Linked DNA regions of Mus musculus: region 2 is linked to region 1. The links are chromatin contacts, called in public Hi-C maps. All regions are on one chromosome and are shown on one strand. The core of a region is the stretch at or near the end of the contact, and the rest is flanking DNA. Distances in the headings are between cores, read along the strand shown. Region 1 has its middle 18 kb from the start of Gm24638. Region 2 has its middle 220 kb from the start of Gm24638.

What was found. Hi-C and Micro-C count contacts between places; a contact is called where the count stands out from the background.
Region 2: a contact with region 1 is called in a Hi-C map of the N1E-115 cell line, with 1.9 times the contacts expected there. The contact joins two enhancer-like sites. A contact is called at or near these places in 4 of 484 Hi-C or Micro-C datasets (the N1E-115 cell line, adipose-derived mesenchymal stem cells, cerebellar granule neurons and 1 more).

What each region holds. Positions count from the first base shown.
Region 1 is chr9:101,408,061-101,413,991 of GRCm38.p6, forward strand. No RefSeq gene overlaps it. Among named protein-coding and RNA genes, the nearest start is that of Gm24638, 18 kb to the left of the region's middle. Within about 2 kb of position 3,376, at least 11 of the 459 cell types and tissues checked have an H3K27ac peak or open chromatin away from gene starts, as enhancers often do. A contact at or near this core is called in the N1E-115 cell line, where this site is marked.
Region 2 is chr9:101,609,997-101,615,927 of GRCm38.p6, forward strand. No RefSeq gene overlaps it. Among named protein-coding and RNA genes, the nearest start is that of Gm24638, 220 kb to the left of the region's middle. Within about 2 kb of position 3,670, at least 7 of the 459 cell types and tissues checked have an H3K27ac peak or open chromatin away from gene starts, as enhancers often do. A contact at or near this core is called in the N1E-115 cell line, where this site is marked.

The DNA.
Region 1 (5,931 bases), core at 2,126-4,625:
GGCCATCAGTGTAGATCGCCTGATAATTCTACATGATTCTTGGCTTGATTTTATTCTGCTGGGGACAAAGAGGCACTGATAGTGGTTCTCTTTTAATCAGAACAGCTTGGAATACATTGTGAAAGAGCCATGCCCCCCTCCTTTCCTTCTCTCCCTTTCTCTTTCCTTCCCTCCCCTCCCCTCTCATTCTCTCTCCCTTCCCTTCCTTTCTCTCCCCCTCCCCTTCCCATATCCACTGAGAGCTTGTCAGGCCTGAGGTATTATGTAGGGCTAAGTTATAGCCTTCCTGGAATAGCCAGCAGTCAGGAAGTTCAAGTGAATATATCATAGATAAAGACTTCTTTGCAGTTCCAGTTTTCCTGTTTTATTTTTTATTTATTTATTTTTTTAATCAGGGACTTTGATAATAAGTCAAGGTTATTCAAATGGACAGATAGACTGACCGACAGACAGACAGGCCAAGTGATCCTGAAATTGAGGTTAAGGTTTTAGCTTTCCAGTCCCTTGATTCAGTCTCAGATCATTTGATCTGTTCTAGTCTCTGATGTTAAGGGCAGGCTTCCAATTCTCAAAGCCTGGGTTTCTCCACATTAGGCTTCAGCCAGAACAATGAGGAGATCTCGGTGGTTCCCACTCAGAAGGGCTGAGGTTTGGCAATGTTGGCAAGTGGGCTCAAGCAGCGCTATTTTGCCTGGACTCTTTATAATAGATGGTGGCTTTTTTTTTGTGTGTGTGGTACAGGCAACTCTATGATATAGTTTGGAGGTTGAGGGGACTAAGCTCTAGGAGGCTAGGAGGAGGAGAGGGGCCAGGATGACCACAGAGTCAGAGAAGGTAGTATGAGTACCATTGACAAGCATCAGAACAATATTGTCAGAATTACCATGATGAGCAGAATGAATCTATATCTATCTATCTATCTATCTATCTATCTATCTATCTATCTATCTATCCATCCATGCCAACGAGGAGGATATCCAAGTACTCAAGGCGATAAGACCAATCTTTCAGAGAAGAAAACCATTAAAAGAGGGAGGCCAGAGATTTTCCTACCATTTGTAAATGAGGGCTCATCAAACCCGATTCACTAGTCTGTGAGAGCCCTTAGTTATGCTGCCTTTCTACTGGTGTGTAAATCAAACTCATCTGTAATGATGGAGATGTAGGTCCTCTGAAGGACTGTGTGTTCCATGAGACTCTGTGCCTGAAGTACTCTTCACTGCAGTTAGGCTTCCACTCAGAGGTAGCTTTGATATCTGTTGTGGTTAATGGTGTGATTTGAGCCCTTTCAACTAAGCCCGTCATTGGCTTTGAATACATTGTGGCTGGTTCAGATCCAATGACACTTGGATCTGAGCAGAGTTATACAGCTGGTGTCTAACTGACATCCACACAGGGACACTTGCTTCTTGTGATGTGGGTACTAATGTCCCTTTTCATCGGTTAGCAGGCCCATTAAATAGCTAGGCAGGCAGCTTGGTGTCTTCTAGGTTTTCAGATCACTGGAACATTAGGCTAAGTCACATATATTTGTTTAAGACGTTAGTCTTTTTCCTAGGCCTTGGGGTCTCAGGTTACCTTCAGTGGAATTGCCAGATGGGAGGTGATTTGGGATCCTTGAGGAATTGCAAGGGGCTTCAATTTTTTTTTCATACAATGTATTTTGGTTATGTTTTTCCTCCTGCCCCAATTTCTCCCAGACTCTCCCCACCTCCTTATCTACTTAATTTTATAATCATTTTCTCAAAACAAAACAAAACAAAAACAAAAACAAATTCAGGAGAAACAACGCAACACATACACTCATGCAGGCGTGCGCACCACACACACACACAGACACACACACACAGACACACACACACACACACACACAGACACACACAGACACACACACACACAGACACAGACACACACACACACACACACATACACACAGACACACACAGACACACACACAGACACAGACACACACACACACACACACACAGACACACACACACACATACACACAGACACACACACATACACACAGACACACACAGACACACACACAGACACAGACACACACACACAGACACACACACAGACACACACAGACACACACAGACACAGACACAGACACACACACAGACACACACACAGACACAGGCACACACACAGACACACACACAGACACACACACACAGACACACACACACAGACACACACAGACACACACACACACACAGACACAGACACACACACAGACACACAGACACACAGACACACAGACACACACACACACACACACACACACACACACACACACACACACACACAACCAAGAAACAATAAAACCCCCACAAACCACAAAAAATGAAAACCAAAACAATCAAAAGACCAGTAAGGCAAAAATGCCAAAACAAAACAAAACGAAACAAAACATTTACAAGATTACCATTGAGTTTATTGTGTTGGCACCAGGCCTGCCCTATAATGAGGTTAATAGACTCAGTGAGGATTCATTGCCGAAAACTGATTTTCCCCAAGGGGCTTTTGAAAAGATTGTGTGGAACACTCATAACTCCCCTTAGGTTATGTACGAGTCATAAGGTGAATGTGATGGAAGTTCTAGGTTTTCTTTCTAGAGAAACTTGGCAACATTTATCTATCTTCTGGGAGGTCTCTGTGTTAATCAGCCTCTCTTTGCTGTTACAAAGTATCCAACATAAATAAGGTAAAAGGAATGCCCATGCGCCATTGCTTTCAAGCCGGTGTTAGAGCAGAAATGTGGAAGAGCGCATCAGAGGAAGGGGTCCCAAGGACACCCTTGGTATGCTTCCTCTTCCTGCTTGATGCAGTTCAGCGCAGTGATCTTTCAAGCTCTGTGCTGAAGGCAGGCATACAACATATTCTTCAAAGGCATGCTCGCTGACTTACTTCTAATAGGGCCCCATCTCCCAAGAGCCCATTCAACATAAACTTGTCAGTGCTCAACCCGATGATGACGTCAGTGCCTTCTTCATCCAATAGTACCGCTAGCTGGGGATCAAATCGTCAACAGGCCAGTCTCTTGAGGGCTGGGATGACTCTTCCTATCCAAATCCTGACAGCCTCCAGGGAGTGAGCCCATGACTGATAGAACAGCTTTGGGAAACTGCCTGGCATTCTCGGGGAGAGGCAGTCTCTTTCTGGGGAGGCAGCTCCAGGCAGCATCCCCTCCTGGGCTATAGCTAAGCGAGAAAAATCTGAGCACTTTTCTCATCAAGCTCAAATCAACTGCGGGAAGCCTCAGAGGGGCCTTCTCTGTGCTTTCCTCGTCATCCCCATCTCGACAGTCCTACAGGTTCTGAACGTTAATCAGTGTCATCGCGAGTCTGCTGATGTTACGAAGAACTTAATTGGTTCTTTGGAGGAAAATGAGTCACCATCAGGAGAGTAAGCTGCAGGGCAGGAACACACAAGGGGAAAGGGAAATGAAACCCGCACGCGGAAAAGATCAAGTGTGCCCTTACGCTTCTCCTCGGCTGCAGTCCCAGATGAGCCCACTTTTGCTGATGGGGCTTAAAGAGGTTTTCAGAACCATGGAGACAAAAGGTATTGCCTACTCCTCCCCCCACCGCCTTTGTTTCCCTCTCTCCTTTTCTGCATGTGCAGCCATATCCAGTGGAGGGGGAAGGGGACAGACCATCCACCCGACTGTCAGAGTTGATCATTGCTGACCTTATCAAAACACAGAATCAATACGCTCTCCTCCCAGTAGCCCAGAAAAATCATAAAGAGTTTGGACTGAAGCAATTTGAAGTGCAGAATCCCTTGAATCAGAAGACCAGCCAGTAAATTGTTGGGCCTCCGAATCCTTCCATGCCCTTCCTCAGAGTCGGACAAGACCAACAGCATCACTTGAGATCCTGTTTCCGGGTGGAGAGGACTCCAAAGAAGCTTTTGACCATCAAGCCCACCTCATAGAGAAGTGGTATTTTAGGTTTGTGGTAGCAGGGTGCTTTTGAAGGAAGCCTGAAGGAGGGTGATAACTAGAAGCTGGGACAGAGGCCTTCCCCCTCTCCAGCACCTCTCAGGAGAGCCTCTCCAGGCGTGACCCTGGACAACTCTACAGCCTGTCACATTTGGAAAGCCAAGCCGTGCCATGCCTCTTTCCCATTTCTTTGTTCTTTTAAAAAATGTTTTCTCCAGTTTACTTTCTCATTCCTTTTGATTTATGTTCCCCTCTTCCTCTTTCTCCTCTTCCTCCTCTTCTCTCCTTCCTCTCCCTCCTCTTCCTCCTCTCCCTCCTTCTCTCCTTCCTTTTCCTCTTCCTCCTCTTCCTATTCCTCCTCTTTCTCTTCCCCCTCTTCCTCTTCCTCCTCTTTCTCTTCCTCCTCCTTCTCTCCTGCTTCCTCCTCCTCTTCTTCCTCCCCTTCCTATATGCAGTACGAGTGCTGATACTGATCTTGACAGCATGCATCCTTATCTCTGGAGTCAAGTCATTGGCCCTCCAGCTGGTGTTTAGCATTGCTACCTACACAGGAACATTGTAGCTAGTCCTGTGGCCCTAAAGATCTGTGGTTGAGCTGTTTCTTCCCAGACCTCAGTCCTATTTTCACAGGGCCTTGCCCTTGGACATTTGGTACCCTCCCAAAGAACTTTATATTTGCCTTAGAAAATAAAAACAACTGTTCATGTTGTGCTTTATTGTTTGTTTGTTTGCTTGACTGTCTCCTCTTATGCAAGCAATTTGTCTGCTCCACAAACAGTTATCTTTGCCAGGTATGGGAAAACACCAGGCACAACACAGGTGAATTCTGGCCCTCATTGAGCCATGAAGAAGGTTGAATGACCGACAGAGAAAGCCCATATCAAACAATCTCGAGGAACGGCATTTAGAAAGACCAGAGTCCAGTGACTGAAGCGTGGTTAAGGACTTGATATTTTATTTTTGTCATAGAGCGAGTCTGGACCTGGGAGGAGAGAAAAATAGCCAGAAACGGCAACATCTTGTTTGTCAAGCGTGGCTCGGGTAGAGGTCCCAGAGGGTCAGGCTGCTGCAAGGACAGCATGAGTGGGGAGCTTGCCATCCACAGGGCTCATCCAAGGGCAAGGCTACAAGTGCTCTGCCAGCTGTTCTCGCCTGTCATTGCTGTGGACAGACACAAGTCTTGGGACTCATGGCTGCCAATGCTGGGGGCAAGGGAACACTTATCAGGAGAGTGTACAAGGACCCATAGTGACAGGCAGGCCCTGGTGCCAACTTTATTAATTGAAAGGAATGTAATCCACCTGATGTTTAAAAAATCACATGGGCCAATGAACAGAAACCTGAGCAAGCAGCCAAATAGGGTGGATGAAGCCAGACGGGTTGGTGTTCTCTGTATGGATGGAGAAAGTTGAGTGGGGGCAGGAGGAAGTGACAGCCTGGGCCACTAGTCACAGAGTCACTAGTGTGTGGAACCCACACCTATGATGCCAGACTGATGCCTCTGTCCCCTGCGCAAGCTAATGTGTCCCTTGGTAGATGAGCCTGCCCACATGCATGCCAGCTGTCAACATTTCCTGGCAGAGCAGTAGGACCAGCCCCTTGGAGCAGAGGAGCACTGGTGCCTGACCTCTATTCTCTGACTCTCACTCCCCACACAACTAGGCTCCAAGACTGGGGTATTCTGGGAAATTCCCCATGCTCCAAGATGTCATCAAACTGCAGATGAGGAGCAAGGGATGTGCCCACGGCAGGCACCAGCCACAGATGGCCCCAGCATCTAAATAAGCGTTTCATTAGTGTAGAACCTGGGGAAAAAATGGAGCAGGCTATGGGTAAACACAAATGAGTATGGAAAGTCAAGTTTAAATCCTGCTAGTTATGTTCGGTGCCTTCATAAAAATAAGCAAAGCACGCTCTCTCTCTCTCTCTCTCTCTCTCTCTCTCTCTCTCTCTCTCTCTCTCTCTCTCTCTTAAAG
Region 2 (5,931 bases), core at 2,420-4,919, 200 kb after region 1:
ACAGTAGTACCCTCCGGTTCTCATAGTACTTCATAGGATGCATGTTCGAGGTTTGAGATAGCTTTGTGAGGCAGAACTTGATCCCATATTCACAATAGGAAGGGCAAGGCTGGAGAGTGTATGTTCTTCACCTAGGACACAGACCAATAAGGTGCTGGAACTGGAGTCTGAGGATAGTGGTTGGTTCAAATTCAGGTATCGGCAAGGTAGCTTCTCTCTCTCTGTCTCTGTCTCTCTCTATCTTTATCTCTCTGTCTCTGTTTCTCTCTCTTTCTCTCTCTCTCTCTCTCTCTCTCTCTCTCTCTCTCTCTCTCTGTGTGTGTGTGTGTGTGTGTGTGTGTGCATGGAAGAGGGTAGAGAAAGGGCTTTCCTTCCTGAGTGTGATCCTGCAGCCTGTAGCCAGTCTATAGCCTGGCATAGACCAGCTACGTTGGGTCAGGAAGGAGAAAGTGGGCCACAAAGGCTTTGGTCTTGGTTGGCCAAAGCTATAGCCATCTGGTCTTGCCAGGAATACGGCAGATGGAGGTGTCTCAGTTCCCAGCCAGACCTAGGGCATCACCCAGAGGATGGGGAATGTGCCAGGAGGGGACTGTCTAGTGGTTTAAGCAGCAAAGGGATTCTTGAGAGAGCAAGGACACAGTAGGAGAAGTGGGAAACCAGTGGGCTATGCCAAGGGCTCTGTCTAGGTCCACAGCGTGTGTACCTTGGTGAAAACCATGTACTAAGAAAACACCGTGCACAGCTCAGTTTTGGTGGCTGTGTATCACAGTGCAGGGGAGTGCTCCTGCTGTTGCCTAACGGAGCTGTGGCGAGGGCTACACAGATTCATCCTAATGATGTCTGAACACAACCCAGTGGCGTGGCTACTGTGTAAACTCTCAAATGTTAGTGACTGTGGTCATCTTGTAAGTGCACAGGCTACACCAGCTCTTCTTTATTGTGATGATTCCCCATGCGAGGCCACACACGCCTCTCGCATGACAGCTTGTCCTCTATACTCCAGAGTGTTCTGAGTACTTCACACATACCAAGTACTCAGTAAATATTTGCTGGAGGAATAAATCACTTTCTTTGGAGGGTAATGTTCCCAAGTGCGGGATGAGCCACTTGGAAAGCCAATTCTATAAACAACCTCTCAGAAGTGCTGAATAGCTCTCCGCCTTTTCCTGGACAGATGTGCCACAACCCCACTGAGAAGAACGTGCTACTTTATTGTGCTTAGAGGGCTGTCCAAACCTCACAGCTGTGCCTAGGACAGATGCCACTAAGGCAGGGCTAGCCCTGCATTCTAAGGAATGAACTGAGAGCCAGGCTTGCCTCTGCTGATGACAATGGGGCCTTGGTATAAGGTCAGATGCCTGCACCTGCATCCAGGCTTCCCAGGTACCAGATGCAGCCTTTAGTTAGGACCCCATTGCTACAGATGCAAATTGAGGGGTGTCTCTCCCAAGTTTCTAGAGCTATGCTTTTTTTTCTGTACTTAGTGTTCTGCCTGTCTAGTATCTATGCATTGTGGTCAGTCTCCTTTACTCCCATGATACCCATTTCCCTCTTCTCGTTCTCTCTCTCTCTCTCTCTCTCTCTCTCTCTCTCTCTCTTTCTCTCTCTCTCTCTGTATGAATGTGTGCCACATGCATGCAATGCCCTCAGAGGCCAGAAGAGGGCATTAGGACCAATGAAACCACAGTTACAAGTCCTTGTTAGCTGCCTGATGTGGTCCCTATCAGAGCAGTAGTGCTCCGAGGTGCTAAGTCATTTCTCCAGGCCCTCTTTGTTAAGTCCCTGGAAGTGAGGCAGCTTAGGTTTTGTCACTCTAGACCCACGGATTTGGTAGAGATGCTGGCTTTGAGTCTTGGTTTTTCTCCTTAGTGGCTGTGTGCCTTCAGGAAAGGGGCCTGACTTCTCCATGTACATAAGTGGATGCTCACAGTCAGCTATTGGATGGATCACAGGGCAACCCAATGGAGGAGCTAGAGAAAGTATCCAAGGAGCTAAAGAGATCTGCAACCCTGTAGGTGCAACAACATTATGAACTAACCAGTACCCCGGAGCTCTTGATTCTAGCTGCATATGTATCAAAAGATGGCCTAGTCAGCCATCACTGGAAAGAGAGGCCCATTGGACACGCAAACTTTATATGCCCCAGTACAGGGGAACTCTAGGGCCAAAAAGTGGGAGTGGGTGGGTAGGGGAGTGGGGGGGGAGGGTATGGGGGACTTTTGGGATAGCATTGGAATTGGAATTGAGGAAAATACGTAATAAAAAAAAAAAGAAAAGAAAAGACCTAAAATGCAAACAAAACAAAACAAAACAAAACACAAAAACAAAAACAAAAAACTTTCTTCCAAGCAGGGTTAGCGGTAGCACTAATTTCATAGGGTGGCTGTGAAGCTTCAGGTTGTCCCTGGCCCTTGGTAAGCACTTTGTAAAACATTTCTTACTTACTGATCACCCACAGAAGAAGCCAGTGTTGGGAGAATAGAAAGCATGCTGGAGGAACCCTGCACCTCGGCCCGGAAGATGGAGAGAGTCACTATGCCCCATCCTACCACTCACTCTTTAGAGACACCTGGCTGTCCAACCTCAGAGGCAAACACTGACCAAGGCTGAGATGGAGAGTGTCCACCTTCTTGGAAGGGATGAAGGTAGTTGGCAGGGTGATGTCACAAGGATATCATGTAATGTTTCTCTTGTGGGATACAAAGATTTACTAGGCGAATGATGAAGGCGAATGATGATGTAATATCTGAAGAATGAGCCAGAGATGTTCCCTGGCCCTCTGACTGGCCCGTTTCCCAGCCAGTAAAGGCGGGTATGAGGTTATTTCCTAATGTGGATGTTTCATAACACACACACACACACACACACACACACACACAAAGAAACAAGATCTACATTACATAGGATTTCAAAGGTGTAGTTCCCAGGAGTCTGGAAGGAACTTAGGACATGGTGGAGCTATTGAAAACAAGCCAGACCTGCTGCAAATCCCATCAAGAGTTGGGTGGGAACTCAAGGGAAGGGTGAAGAGTGTGCAGGTGTGCAGGGCTCTGTGTGGTTGTGAAGGCTGCAGGCCTCCCTTTTCTAGAAAGAACCTGCCATCCAGCCGGGGGAAGTGCAGTTGGTCCATAGTCTGTGGCAACAGCTAGTGGTGTGCCCAGGCTCCTGTATTTCTAGGTAGCTCTCACCAACACAGATGGAACACCACTGGAGTCCCGGGACTCGGCTCTTGTGCGCTTTGTAGGACTCTTCCTGTGAACAGCTGTTGGTTTGCAGTTTCAGAATGAGTTGGAGGAGAGTTTATTAAATCTTCACAGCTGCCCGAGGCTTTTGTCCCATTGTATCTCCACTTCAACAAACCTCTTACAGGCCTGACTTTAGTTCACTCTCTGCTTCTCAGGTCTCCAGAAAGGAGTAGCTTAAAGATGGAACTCTGGCATCTCCACCCAGGAAGGTAGATTAGGACAATCCAAGGCAAAAAGAAGGTGTTCCCCATAGCTGGGCTGGGTTTTGTTGAGGCAGGCAGATTCCCTAGGAGAAATGGCTTCTGGTTTCTGCAGGAACCTGATTTCTGAGCATCTCTTAGCCTGGTACGGTCTAGTGTTCAGAGGGTCAGGGCACAAGCTGAGAGCATCGTTAGAACCAAAGAGGCCTGAGGCCAGGAATGAGGATTGACTGAAGCCATCTGCATGTACCAGACCAGATGGCCTTGTGGATATTAGCCAACACCAGCAAGGATACAGGAAGACTTTTCCCACTGCCACCATTTAAGGCTATCTTAGAGCCCTGCTGAGGAGTGGCAAAGATTGTTTCTATCTCAAAATGCTAATGCTATTAGCTATTTTAGAAACTAATGCTATTAGCTGTGCTAATGCTATTTTAGAAACATAAAAATTAGATTCTCTTTGTTTACCTGAGTTTGTGGCATGGGATTTACCTGGCAATATCTGAGGGGCCAGGGGCTCCTGGAGGTCAAGGGTGCACACAGTCACTCCCATGGCAGTGCACAGGTCCTTTCCAAACAGCTCTGAGTCCTGTCTGCTGGCCCTAGAGAGGTATCCCATGTGAGGCTGAAGAGCTGTGGGGAGGTGGCAGCTGCTGGGTTGCTGTTACACATGGCAGATTGCAGAAAGGCAAGCCAAGAGCTAGAGCTGCGGGAGGCTCAAGGACACAGCAGCAGGACCTGAAGAGATGCCACTGACTCTCTTCATGAATGCAGGCGGCAGCATCATCGCAGTGGGAAGCCAGGCCACAGAGCAGGGAAGCAACTTCAGCTGGTCCTGCAGGTTGGCCCCAGGAAAGCAGGGATGAAGCAACCACAGGCAGGAAGGATGTGAGGTCCCGGTGAATTCTGTGGCTCCTCCTCCAACTGCATCTGGATGAGGGATTGAGGGTATGTGTTCATCTCCTAATCCCTGGACCAGAGCAGCCATGTGGAGCCCTCAACGTCCCTGTGAGAGCTTGGCTCTAAGAATGACAGACCAGTGCATGGGCGGGTGTCTTCCAGGTTTTACTTCTCTTTGTCACATGCATATGAGTTCATTCCCTCCTGCCTTTCCTTCTGTGGCCTCTGCTTGCTTCACTCCTCCCTCTTGTTTCAAAGGTAAAATCTAAGCATCCGCAGCCAGGCATCCAGGGGCTCCCTCCACCTCCTGCTAAGGTGGTGCAGTGACCCTCTTCCCATGAGCCTCACCACTGCCTGGCCCTGAGTGGGGACTTGCCCAGGGCCTTCTCCACTGCCTTCATCTTTCAAATGTCCTCTGTCCTTGTCAGAATCCCCTGTAGCTTCATCTTCTCCATGAAGCTCTTTGCCTCTATCTGCCTATCTTCTTCTCTCCCAACACCCCCCAAACCCTGCTCCCAAATACCCAAGTCTAACCTGCTTTTCATCGCTAACTCTGCCCTACGAAACACCAAAGAATCACCTCTACCTCCCATCTTTACCATACCTCAACATACTCCTCAATTTTTAAAATCTAAAGTAAAATTAACAGCAATATTAACAATCAAGCACTAATCTCTGTTTACCACTGGAGGACAGCATCCCAAATCTGAGTATTTATGATTTCAAAATTGATTTTAAATGAAGAATTCTCATAACGGGGATAAAGTCACCTTCATGAGGAATTGGTATGCACCTGGTCATATTTTGCTAGTCCCATTCGCAAACACTCATCCCAAGTGGGGAGAAGAGATTTCCTTTGCATTTACCCTGCACTGTGCTGGCTATTTGTAACATCTGCAGAGACATCTGGATAATTTCATTTTCATAAGCATGGAGATATTTGTGGCTGTTTGGATAAGTTCAAGACGAGGGAGGAAGACACATTATTACAAGCTCATGGAGAAACAATTTGTATGAGCAGCAAGGGAGGATTTTCAGTGAGGTTCTTCTGGGATGACTGGCCGGGATGGGTGAGGGGCGGGGGTCTGACTCTGGACTCCAGCAAAAGAAGGAGGCTCTCTGGATACAGGTTTTATCCATTCTGCTGGATGTTAAGAATCCTTGGGTGTTGGGGATGATGGCCCAGTTGTTTGCTGTGAAAGCATGGAGACCTGAGTTTGAATCCCTAGCACCCAGGTAAGATGCCAGACACAGTGGCATATATATATGCCTGTAATTCCAGTCCAAGGGAGGTAGAGACAGACAGATCTCTGGAACTTGCTGGTCAGCCAGCCAACCTAGCCAAATTGATAAGTTTTATGTTCAGTGAGAGACCCTGTCTCAAAGACGAGGAGAAATCAAGGAAGATACCTGATGTTGATTTCTGACTTCCACAGGCACAGGCACACGCACACGCACGCACGCGCGCGCGCGCACACACACACACACACACACACACACACACTACACATGTGTGTGGGGGGGGAACTCTCAGTCTGCATTCTGGGTATGAAACTGAGTGATGGGAGAGGGGTCTGCAAGGTAAC